Linked DNA regions of Sus scrofa: region 1 is linked to region 2. A link is a contact called in public Hi-C data. All regions are on one chromosome and are shown on one strand. Each heading gives the region's core, a stretch centred on a gene start, on an enhancer-like site or on the middle of the called end of the contact. The rest is flanking DNA. Distances are from core to core; before and after follow the strand shown.

Region 1 (4,800 bases), core at 1,472-3,971, 58 kb before region 2:
GGCCCAGGCCTGCCGCCCACACCTCCTGGTCTGGCCCCACCCACGCCAGGTGCCAAGGGCAGGGCAGGGCCTCGTGCCTACAGAGCAGGTCCTGGCTCAACAATGAGACCCCAGGGAACCCTGGCCCTGTCCCCACACACAGGGGGACATGCTGGCTGAGGGCAGTCTGGAAGCTCAGGCCCTCAGGGGTGTTCTGAGCAGAAGACACCTGAGCTGGAGACCCAAGGGGCTGGGGACAAAGCTGCTTTGCCTGGATCAAAACCACACGAGGAAGGCGAGAGATTCTGCCCTGTGAGCCCAGTGCCTTGGCCTGGCCACAACCCCTCACTTCAGCTCACAGCCGGCCCTAAAGGAGGGCAGGGTCACTGTCATCGTGGGGCACATGGAAGAGCTCCAGCCTGATTTGGGGTCACACGTCTTGAAGACGTGCTATGGATTCTTCCATTGGCTTGATTTTTGTCTTTTTAGGGTCACACCCGCAGATCGGGGTTGATTGGGAGCTGTAACCACCAGCCTACACCACAGCCACAGCAACGCAGGATCCTTACCCCACTGAGCAAGGCCAGGGATCGAACCTTTGTCCTCACAGAATCTAGTCAGGTTCGTCATCACTGAGTCACAAAAGGAACTCCAATTGGCCTAATTTTAAAACTAAGATATCCTTAGTTTTAATACAGTCCAATTTATGACATTTTTCTTTTATGATTAGTGCTCTCTGTGCGCTGTTTTCTTTGCCTAGTCCAAGACCATTAAGATCACCTGCTTTTTTTTTTAAACAAGCTTTATCTTTTTACCCTTCACATTTCGGGTCATGGTCCCTCTTGAACTAATTTTTGTGCTGCTGTGAAGCAGAGGTCAAAGTTCATCGCCCTTCCCTCTTGAACTAATTTTTGTGCTGCTGTGAAGCAGAGGTCAAAGTTCATCGCCCTGCCAGTGGCTTTGGCATCATTTGTTGAAAACGCCATCCTTTTCCTACTGAATGTGGCGCCTTTGTGGTCAATCCACTGACCATGTCTGTTGGTCTTTTTCTGGATTCTCTATTCTGCTCCACTGCCCTACGCATCTCTCCCTTACCAACAACCACGGTAAGACCTAGGACTGACTGTATTACACTGGGAGTTCCTGTCGTGCCACAGTGGAAATGAATCCAACTAGTAACCATGAGGTTGCGGGTTCGATCCCTGGCCTTGCTCAGTGCGTTAAGGATCTGGCATTGCCGTGAGCTGTGGTGTAGGTCGCAGATACAGCTTGGATCTGGTATGGCTGTGGTTCTGGCATAGACCTGTAGCTACAACTCCAATTGTACCTCTAGCCTGGGAAACCTCCATATGCCATGGGTGTGGCCCTAAAAAGACAAAAACAAAACAAAACAAAACAAAACAAAAAAAACCCAAAACTGTATTAAACTGGAACCAACTCATGGAGGGCAGATCCATCCAGTCATCTCCCCCCAGTCCTCTCCTCACTCCAAGCAGCAGACCATTTCAGGCAGAGCCAATGTTCTTTAGAAACATCTGAACCCACCCAGGAACACTTTGCTTCCTTTTACTTATTTATTTTTTATCTGGGGGCCACACTGGTGGCACGCCGAAGTTCCCAGGCCAGGGATTAAATCCAGTCTGCAGGTGCAGGCTGTGGCAGAGAGGGACCTTAACCTGCAGGTAAACCATGAATGAGTAACCCCAGGGCACGACTGGGACCAACCATCTCTGAGTTCTCCTCTCTCTCCCAGCTCTTAGAATACACATAAAACCCTAGGTGAATGGTATTTGGACCATTCTGAGAAGTACATGATTTTGTCAAGCCTGCAAACAGGCTATCCTGGAGTTTTCCAAGCTCCCCAAGCACACAGCCGTACAGCTCACTGGGTCTTGCTGGGTGGATGGGCGGGACATCAGGACGTGTTTGCAGCACATAAAGGAAACCCTGGGCGATTTCAAACCTCCGGAACAAATGCTGACACACAGAGAGCAAGTGGACAGGTCACACATGGAAGTGGAGGGACGGTGAAAAGACGTATGGCCAACACAGTGACAGATCCAACAACAACCTCCCCACGTGCTCCACTGACAGGCAAGTTCACTGCCAAAAGCCACATCAAACTGCTAGTTCAGCACACAACTCAATTCCTGACCGCTCTGACCCACCTCAGGAGAGTGCCCCAAAACGATGCTTTTCCCCCTAGCCAAGCTTGTCGAAGCCCCCAGGCCAGGGATCCAACCCACAGCACAGCAGTAGCCAGAGCCACAGCAGTGACAATGCCTGATCCTTAACCCACTGAGCCACCAGAACACTCTACAACAAAATGATTCTTTAACAGATAACTTCTAACTCTGTCCATGTTCCCTTTTTCCCAAGACCAAAGCAGATTCAGAATTATTTCTGTTTTTAAGGATAAAGGAACTTTTGGTTCATTCTGTGCTTATTTGGGGGCAGAAAGCTCAAAAACAGTCCTTGAGGCCAAGCCAAGGGTAACAACACGGCCACTAAATCATGCTCAGTGTTTGGATTCCATCTGAAACAAGTCACAGAATATTTAAATGTACAGGGACAAACAGCAGGATAAGTTCAATTATTTATGTATCCCTGCCATTGTTCCATTAAGGACTCCAGGCGCTCCAACCTCTGTCTAGCAGACTTCCTGTGCAGAGTGAGCGCCCTCTGCCCCCACCCCACCCCGGGGACAAGTCCAGGCCACAACTGAGCGTCACAGTGCTGTCTGGAGGCTGACAGCAGGAGGCAGGAGCAGAAGCGGCTACTCCAGGACTCTCCCCACCTCCAGCCCACCCTACCTCTCTGTCTCAGATGACTGTCCCCAAACCAGGTGAATCTACTATCTTTCTCAGCTCTCATGACCTGGTCAGTCCTCACTCATTTGCTCTTCCTCAGCTTCCTGAATTCACGGCCTTGCTCCCTTGTTTCTGTAAGTCTTGCCTAGTAACCTTAGGCAGTTTTTTCTTTTGAATCATCCCTTGAAGGGAAAGAGGAAGAAAAAGAAGAAGGAGGAGGCAGAGGACAAGGAGAAGAAAGAGAAAAAGAAAGGAAGAAAGCGCGCCAGACCCTAGATGACTGGCGGCAAGGCAAGGGGGACGGGGGTTCCGAGTTTGGAAGAAAACTAAAGTTTAGCTCAATGACTCAGTGTCACCTTCCAAGTGCCCAGAGGAGTCAGGAGTCTCCAACAGAGTCGCCACCTAAGCCCACTCCTCCCCTTCAGCCACTTTTAATTAAGTTCTAGACAAATGACCCACAGAGAACAGATGACTTCAGCAATATTCCATTATAAACTAGAGATAGCTATGTTCTGAGGAGTCACTGAAGATACAGCAAAGCAAGAGTCATGGATGAGTGGGTTTCAATTTGGGCTGTTTCAGTCTGATTCTGAGGAAGGGAAGGTCTTACAAAACACACAAATGTCATATGAGGAAAAGGCCTGAAAAGGGAAGAATTCTGAATCTTAATTCATTCAAGCTCATCTGACTTGACGCTGTAGCAGAGAAGACAGAGTTAAAATCTGTTATCCTATAAAAAAGCATGGGATAATGTAAAAGAAATATGTGAACAATTTCCTCCTCTCTTACAGAACACTCCTCAGATATGACCTGGGATGTCCTCACCATGTTATCACTAAAAAAATAAAAACAAAAACCCCAGAGCACTCTGGGGGAGAGACCGCTTGGCTCTGGGTCCTTGTCCACCCACATTTACAGAATAAGGAACCAGGCGGGTCTGGGAATTTTCTCTTTGGGTTGGAAGTACACGTGCCCATCACGAATGTGCCCTAGAGTGCAATTACGTGGTGCCGCTGACATCCACCAGGCTGGGAGGCTTTCCTGCCTGGTTCTGCAGCTCTCACCCCACAGATCAGCCTAAGCCCAGGGTTTCTGGAATGTGCTGGGTTCCACACTCAGACTGTAGCTCTCACTCAATGCATGTGGACACCATAGTTGAGTATAAGACTCCTCCCAGTTATAAAGGATTTGCCAACTACACTCCTCTTCCCTCAAGATGCTGGCTCCTAAAATAGTTCAGAGAGAGTATGTGCATTCATACCAAAAAAGGAGGACCTGAGAATGCAGTGACACACCACATAAGGAGATCAAGAGTTCAGACAACTTGGCCAAACCTCCACAATGGATTCCAATAACACACCGAGGGGAAAAGCCCTGAACAAAAGTACAAGACGGGCAAAGAATAGTAGGAAGGCACTACGGCCCCAAGAGGGAAGCAGATGAAACACATGGAAGCTTCCTGATATTAAAGAAGGGGAAGCAGGAACTGTGGGCTAATTAAGGGCAGAGCCATCTGCCAAGACCAAGTCACTCAGGGACACTGGGAGGTGGGGGTACAGCAGCTGACCTTATGGGAACTGAGCCCACAGTCCCACAGGAGGCCGTGGAGGGACCGTGCGGTGGAGGGTGGAAGGGGGCCCCTGGTACTGGAGGTGCGTGACTTGGGGCGTCTCGGGAGAGGACTCTGGAGGCTGTGCAGCAGGATAGGCACAGGTGGGGCCTGGGAGCCTAAGACAAGGTGGTAGGTGATGCGATGGACAGAGAGGGATGGGCAGGCCCCACAGTTTTGCAGGGAGAGCCACACTGGCACAGGAAGCTGCAGGGAGGGAGGGAGTCCAGGCCTCCGGCTATGCAGGGCTGCCAGCAGAGAAGGCACTGGCAGGAGAACGGGGAGTTGCCCTGGGCGATGAGGGGTGCTGGACCCGGGTAGAAGGGAGACGCCCGCAGACGCCTGCTGCCTGGTTTACACTATATCCCTGGGCAGGCTGGGGGGTCCTTGGTGTGGAAGGGA
Region 2 (4,904 bases), core at 486-2,985:
ATGCACATTTCTCTTTTCATGGTATGACTGATAAAGTAGATCAAAAGGAGCACATGATGGTTTCTGTTGGAAGAGTACGTGGATTATTTTGGATTGCGACTTTCTAAATTTAAAGCAGTGATAATATAGTTAACATAAGTCGCTTACACTATTTAAGGCTTTCAATAGTAAACTCTGAAGTCAGTGACAGAGGACCTATAAGCCATTGGACTTCTGGGAAGAACTCTAAAAAAAACCCACAATTATTTGGAAAGCTTGGAGAGAGCCTGAGTGTGTCAAAGAAGCAACTGCTTCTGTCATTTCAGAACTGTCTCCTCTCTCCCTTTTCCACCCTGGCTGGGACCAGGGCCAGGAGCAGGACTGCCAAGGCTGGATTTCTAACTTTCCCTTGAAACTGCTGCCGATGGAAAATGTTATTTCAGACATTAGAATTACAAGCTTGGATTTTGTTTTGTTTTGTTTTTTGTTTGTTTTCGCAAGTCCAGACTCTCTTTATTTTCCTCTTTCATTTATGGCAAGCTTGGACTTGTTTGGAATAAAATAAACGATCAAACATAACCTCAAAGGCATTCCTGCTGAACAGTGCATCCTGGGGAGAAATTACGCAAAAAAGGAACAAGAAAGTAAAACAAAATGGTCATAAAGTTCGAAACATAAACATCACAAAAAACAGTTCTTCAAAGAGTTTGTATTTTTTTTTTTGCCCACAAATAATTAACTAGTTAGATTACTGTTTGAGAATCTCTAACTTCCAGTAAGTGAATTGCTTCCCTTAACATTAGGAAACCAGGACGCCCAATTTTTAAAATTCCTACAATCTAGCCAAGCAAACGCGGGATAAACAACTTCTCTCTGAAAATCCTCCTGTATTTCACCAAACTTCTTTCCCCTATCTCCTGGCTCCATCTCTACACCCAAGCCAAGAAAGAATCATTCGAAAATGGCATCTCCGCATCCCCAACAGAACAGAGGCACCTTCTGGGAGTCGATCTGCCAGCTGAGCTGGGTGAGCTCTGGGGGAGGGAGAGTCTGCGGCATCAGGAAAAACTTTTTTCCTTCTCTGTCTCCAGTCGCCCCGCAAAGCTCTCTTTCCTGACGCACGCCCCAAACCCTCCAAAGAGAAGCCTCGGAAAAGAGAAGGGGAGGGTCACCCACCCTCCCGGCATCCCGCCCCGAGTCCAGGGATGCGCGCGCGGAGCCGTGGGAACCGGCCGTGCTCACCTTGCTCGCAGGTGCCCTTGCTGACCTGGGTGACGGCTTTCTCCCCGCGGCTCTCGGCCCTCAGGCTGGCGGCGCGCAGCTGGCAGCCGCTGGGGTAGGTGACGCCGTCGCTGCCGCACACCGGGTAGCGGCTCTTGCACACGCACACACCGCTTACGCCCGGGCCGCCGGCTGCTGCGCCCGCTTTACCCTTCCGCCTCTTGCGGCTCTTCACGCACTCCATGCCCGGCGCGCAGTGCCCCCTGCCGGCGCCGCCGCCCCCGCACGGCTCGCCCTCGCCGCGCGCGCACACCGGGCAGCAGCCGCACGCGTCGCGGGTCTCGCCCAGCGGGCAGCCCCGCGGGGGCAGGGGCGGGCAGGTGGCCGGCTCGCAGGGGCCGCAGGCGTCCGAAGAGGAGGAAGAGGAGAGGGGCAGCAGCAGGAGCAGCAGCCCGGCGGCGCCCAGCAGCAGGGCGGGCAGCGGCGGCCGCTCCATAACGGGGCGCGGGGCTCAGGGCGGCAGCCGGAGCGCGATTGAGCGGCAGCCTGCGGGCCTGCCTTTTAAGCCCTGCGCCCCGCCCAGCGGCGGGAGCCACACCCCGCGGCGCCTGAGCCCGCACCGCCTCTCCCACGCCCACGCCGCCCTCCCGGATCGCGGGCTCCCGCGCGCCCCTGCTGGCCGCGGGCGGGCATCAGCGGCCGGGCGTCTCAGCCGCTGGGATAGGCGCCCCTTTGGCTGCGGAGGGTGCGCCCCAGCCCTTCCAGGGTCGCCCGCAGTGACAGCAGCCCCTCATGATCTGGTCCCTGACTCTCACAGTCCCGCTAGTCCTAGTTTTTGTCTTTTCTTTGTCTCTTTATGGCCGCACTTGTGGCATATGGAAGTTTCCAGGCTAGGGATCCGATGGGAGCTGCAGCTGCGGGCCTAGGCTATAGATGTGGCAACATGGGATCCTTAATCCACTGAGTCCAGAGATCCAACCCGAGTCCTCATGGATAGTTGTTCAACCCGCTGAGCCACAACGGGAACTCCCGGATATACCCACTTCTCAACAACAGCAAAGTTGAGATGACCCCCTATTTAATCCATTATAGTCGGGGGTGGGGGTGGGGGTCTGGGAGGCCCGAGTACTGAGCACTCTGTTAAAAGAGTTTTGGAAGCTCCATTAAGAATAACGGGCTTTTCAACACCCACGTGAGGGTTTCGTGTCTGCATTGGCCACAGGCCCAGGGTGTCTTGGGTGCGGAGCCGAAAGGACAGGTCTTTGCCAAGCACTCCTATTTTCCAAGTACTCCTATTTTCGCGACCTCGTAACTGCCTCCTCCCGTGTGCTTTCTTATGCCAAGTCAGCTTGTAAGTAGGAGCACTGGAATTCCCTCCAGAGCTGGCAGGTCTTCAGTCCCAGTACACAGTACTGGGCCTCCATCAGACCCCTCTGGAGAACTGAGCACAGCTGGGGGTGCCACTGAGGCCCCTCAAGCGCCTCGATCTTCATCAATCATCCCCGTCAAAGCCTTTTTTTTTTTTTTTTGGTCCAAGAAAAAAGGCTCTTTAAATCCCTCTTATCCAAGCGTTTAGGTTGTTTCTTCTTTTTTCTTTTCTTCTTCTTCTCCTTTTTTTTTTTTTTTTAATGTCCTCACCCGCAGCACATGGAAGTTCCTGGGCCAGGGATTGAATCTGAGCTTCAGCTGCAAACTACACCAACAGCTGTGGCCACATCGGATCTTTTAACCCTTTAACCCTTTAACCCTTTATCCTTGGGCCCTTATGGGGAATGAACTTGAACCTCCGTAGTGACCCAGAGCTGCTGCAGAGGGATTCTTAACTCACTGTGCCAGAGCCAGAACTCCGTCCATTTTTATTAAACATATGACACTGTAGTGTGCATCATTATGCACATGGAATTTTAGTTCTTTGAGGTTTTTTTTTTTTTTTTTTTTTTTGCTTTTCAAGGCCACACCCAGCATATGGGAGTTCCCAGGCTAGGGATCCAATCAGAGCTGCAGCTGCCAGCCTACACCACAGCTCACAGCAACCCAATGAATGCTTAACCCACTGAATGAGTCCAGGGATCATGGACCCCTATCTTCATGGATACTAGTTGGATTCGTTTCCTCTGAGCCACCACAGGAACTCCCCGAGTTCTTTTTCCTTAGCACAAATGCAAGAATTTATAGGATCATTAACTCAGTTGTGGTTCACAATGCCACCAGCAATGGATGGATGTCACTCTCACCAGAGTCTTCCTAGGATAATTATTGTAAATCTTTTTGAAAATTAAATAGTTATAGAATTCAGAGAATAAAAAAGCAGGCACCCTCTTATCTAGAAGAGCTAGCACTGATTCTTTGGCCTCTCCTTAGCATATTCTAGAAAAGTGGCACATGTTAAAGGTCACGTGTTGACATGACAATTGTTTATAAAACAATGAAGCATCTTTACAGCAGAGTTTTTCTAACTATTCTCGCCTCTGTCCCTTGGTGATGGAGTTTACATGATCCGGTATACAGTTCCACGTTGAAAAAAATGCAGAGTGCACTCCACTATTACCCACTCTAATGTTATTAATTCACTGGTCAAGTCACCTCAGTTGATTTCATGTCCCTCTATGGCTGTCATAGTATTGGGATCTCCAGCACCTAAGACAAGTTATTCCTGAGAAAGTACTTTCCCCAAGAGCCCGAGTCAGGACACACCAGCTGGGGCAGAGGCAGTGGAGAGTGAGCAGGCTGGGGAGGCAGCCCTCACAGGTGCTTATCACGTCAGCTCTGGGCCAGCTGGGCTTTGGAGCCAGAGGAAGCCCTCGGGCTCTACGCAGTTCTGTGTATGCGAGGGGTGGGGGCTGGGGGCGGGCAGGGACAGCAGCTGCACCACCAAGTGCTGTACCCCATGGTTTTTTTCAAACCCTGCATGGGAGGCAGCAGTAAGAACAAGGGCATGCGGCCTGATGGGTCCCTTTGGGGAGCAGAAGAACAAACATGGTTTTTAGCACTGGAGGGGGTGTCTGGGCTGCATGTGACAGCACCAATATGGAGGATTCAAGCACAGGAGGAGATGTGGTTATGCAGAAGAAGAAAAGTCAGGCTCCCTGACTTTTTAGGGCCGCACTCGGGGCATATGGAGTTTCCCAGGCTATGGGTCAAATCGGAGCTGTAGTTGTTGGCCTACAACAACAGGTCGTGGCAAATCCAAGCCGTGTCTGTGGCCTACACCACTGGTCATGGCAATACAGGATCCTTAACCCACTGAACAAGGCCAGGAATCAAACCTGAGTCCTCATGGATGCTAGTCAGATTCGTTGACCACTGAACCACAGCAGGAACTCCAGGGAAGTGGCGCTTTACAAAGACACTTGACAGCTCCCTCCTTCCAAGAAAGATGATGTGGTGACCTGTTCAGCTTGAGTTCTGGTGAGACAAAGAGCCTCAATGTGGAGACCAGATATGTTATCTGCAAATAGAGAGAATTCTACTAGATGCCCTTTATTTCTTTTTCTTGCCTAATTGCCCTGGCTGGAGCCTCGTATAATGAGGAATAGAAGTGGTGAGAGGGAGCTTCTTTGCCTTGTTCCTGCTTAGGAGAAAGCTTTCAGTCTTTCCCCATTAAGTAAGATGTTCCCTGTCGGTTTTTCATAGATGGTCTTATTCTGTTGAGGAAATTGCTTTCTATTTCCAGTTTGTTGATTGCTTTTATCATGAATAGGTAT

What was found. A called contact is a pair of places that touch in the nucleus more often than the background predicts.
Region 1: a Hi-C map of skeletal muscle shows a contact between it and region 2, with 5 times the contacts expected there. The contact joins the enhancer-like site here to the promoter of IGFBP7 in region 2. A contact is called at or near these places in 1 of 5 promoter capture datasets (liver), 22 of 47 Hi-C or Micro-C datasets (alveolar macrophages, brain, embryonic fibroblasts and 11 more) and 1 of 2 datasets of contacts at active chromatin or transcription factors (skeletal muscle).

What each region holds. Positions count from the first base shown.
Region 1 is chr8:56,297,555-56,302,354 of Sscrofa11.1, forward strand. The region is part of intron 1 of IGFBP7 (insulin like growth factor binding protein 7); the gene reads right to left. Among named protein-coding and RNA genes, the nearest start is that of IGFBP7, 58 kb to the right of the region's middle. Within about 2 kb of position 2,722, at least 35 of the 83 cell types and tissues checked have an H3K27ac peak or open chromatin away from gene starts, as enhancers often do. A contact at or near this core is called in liver, omental adipose tissue, retroperitoneal adipose tissue and 2 more, where this site is marked.
Region 2 is chr8:56,356,087-56,360,990 of Sscrofa11.1, forward strand. IGFBP7 (insulin like growth factor binding protein 7) reads right to left here and starts at 1,736. Exons shown (of 5, transcript NM_001163801.1): 1 at 1,222-1,736. The coding sequence starts at 1,696.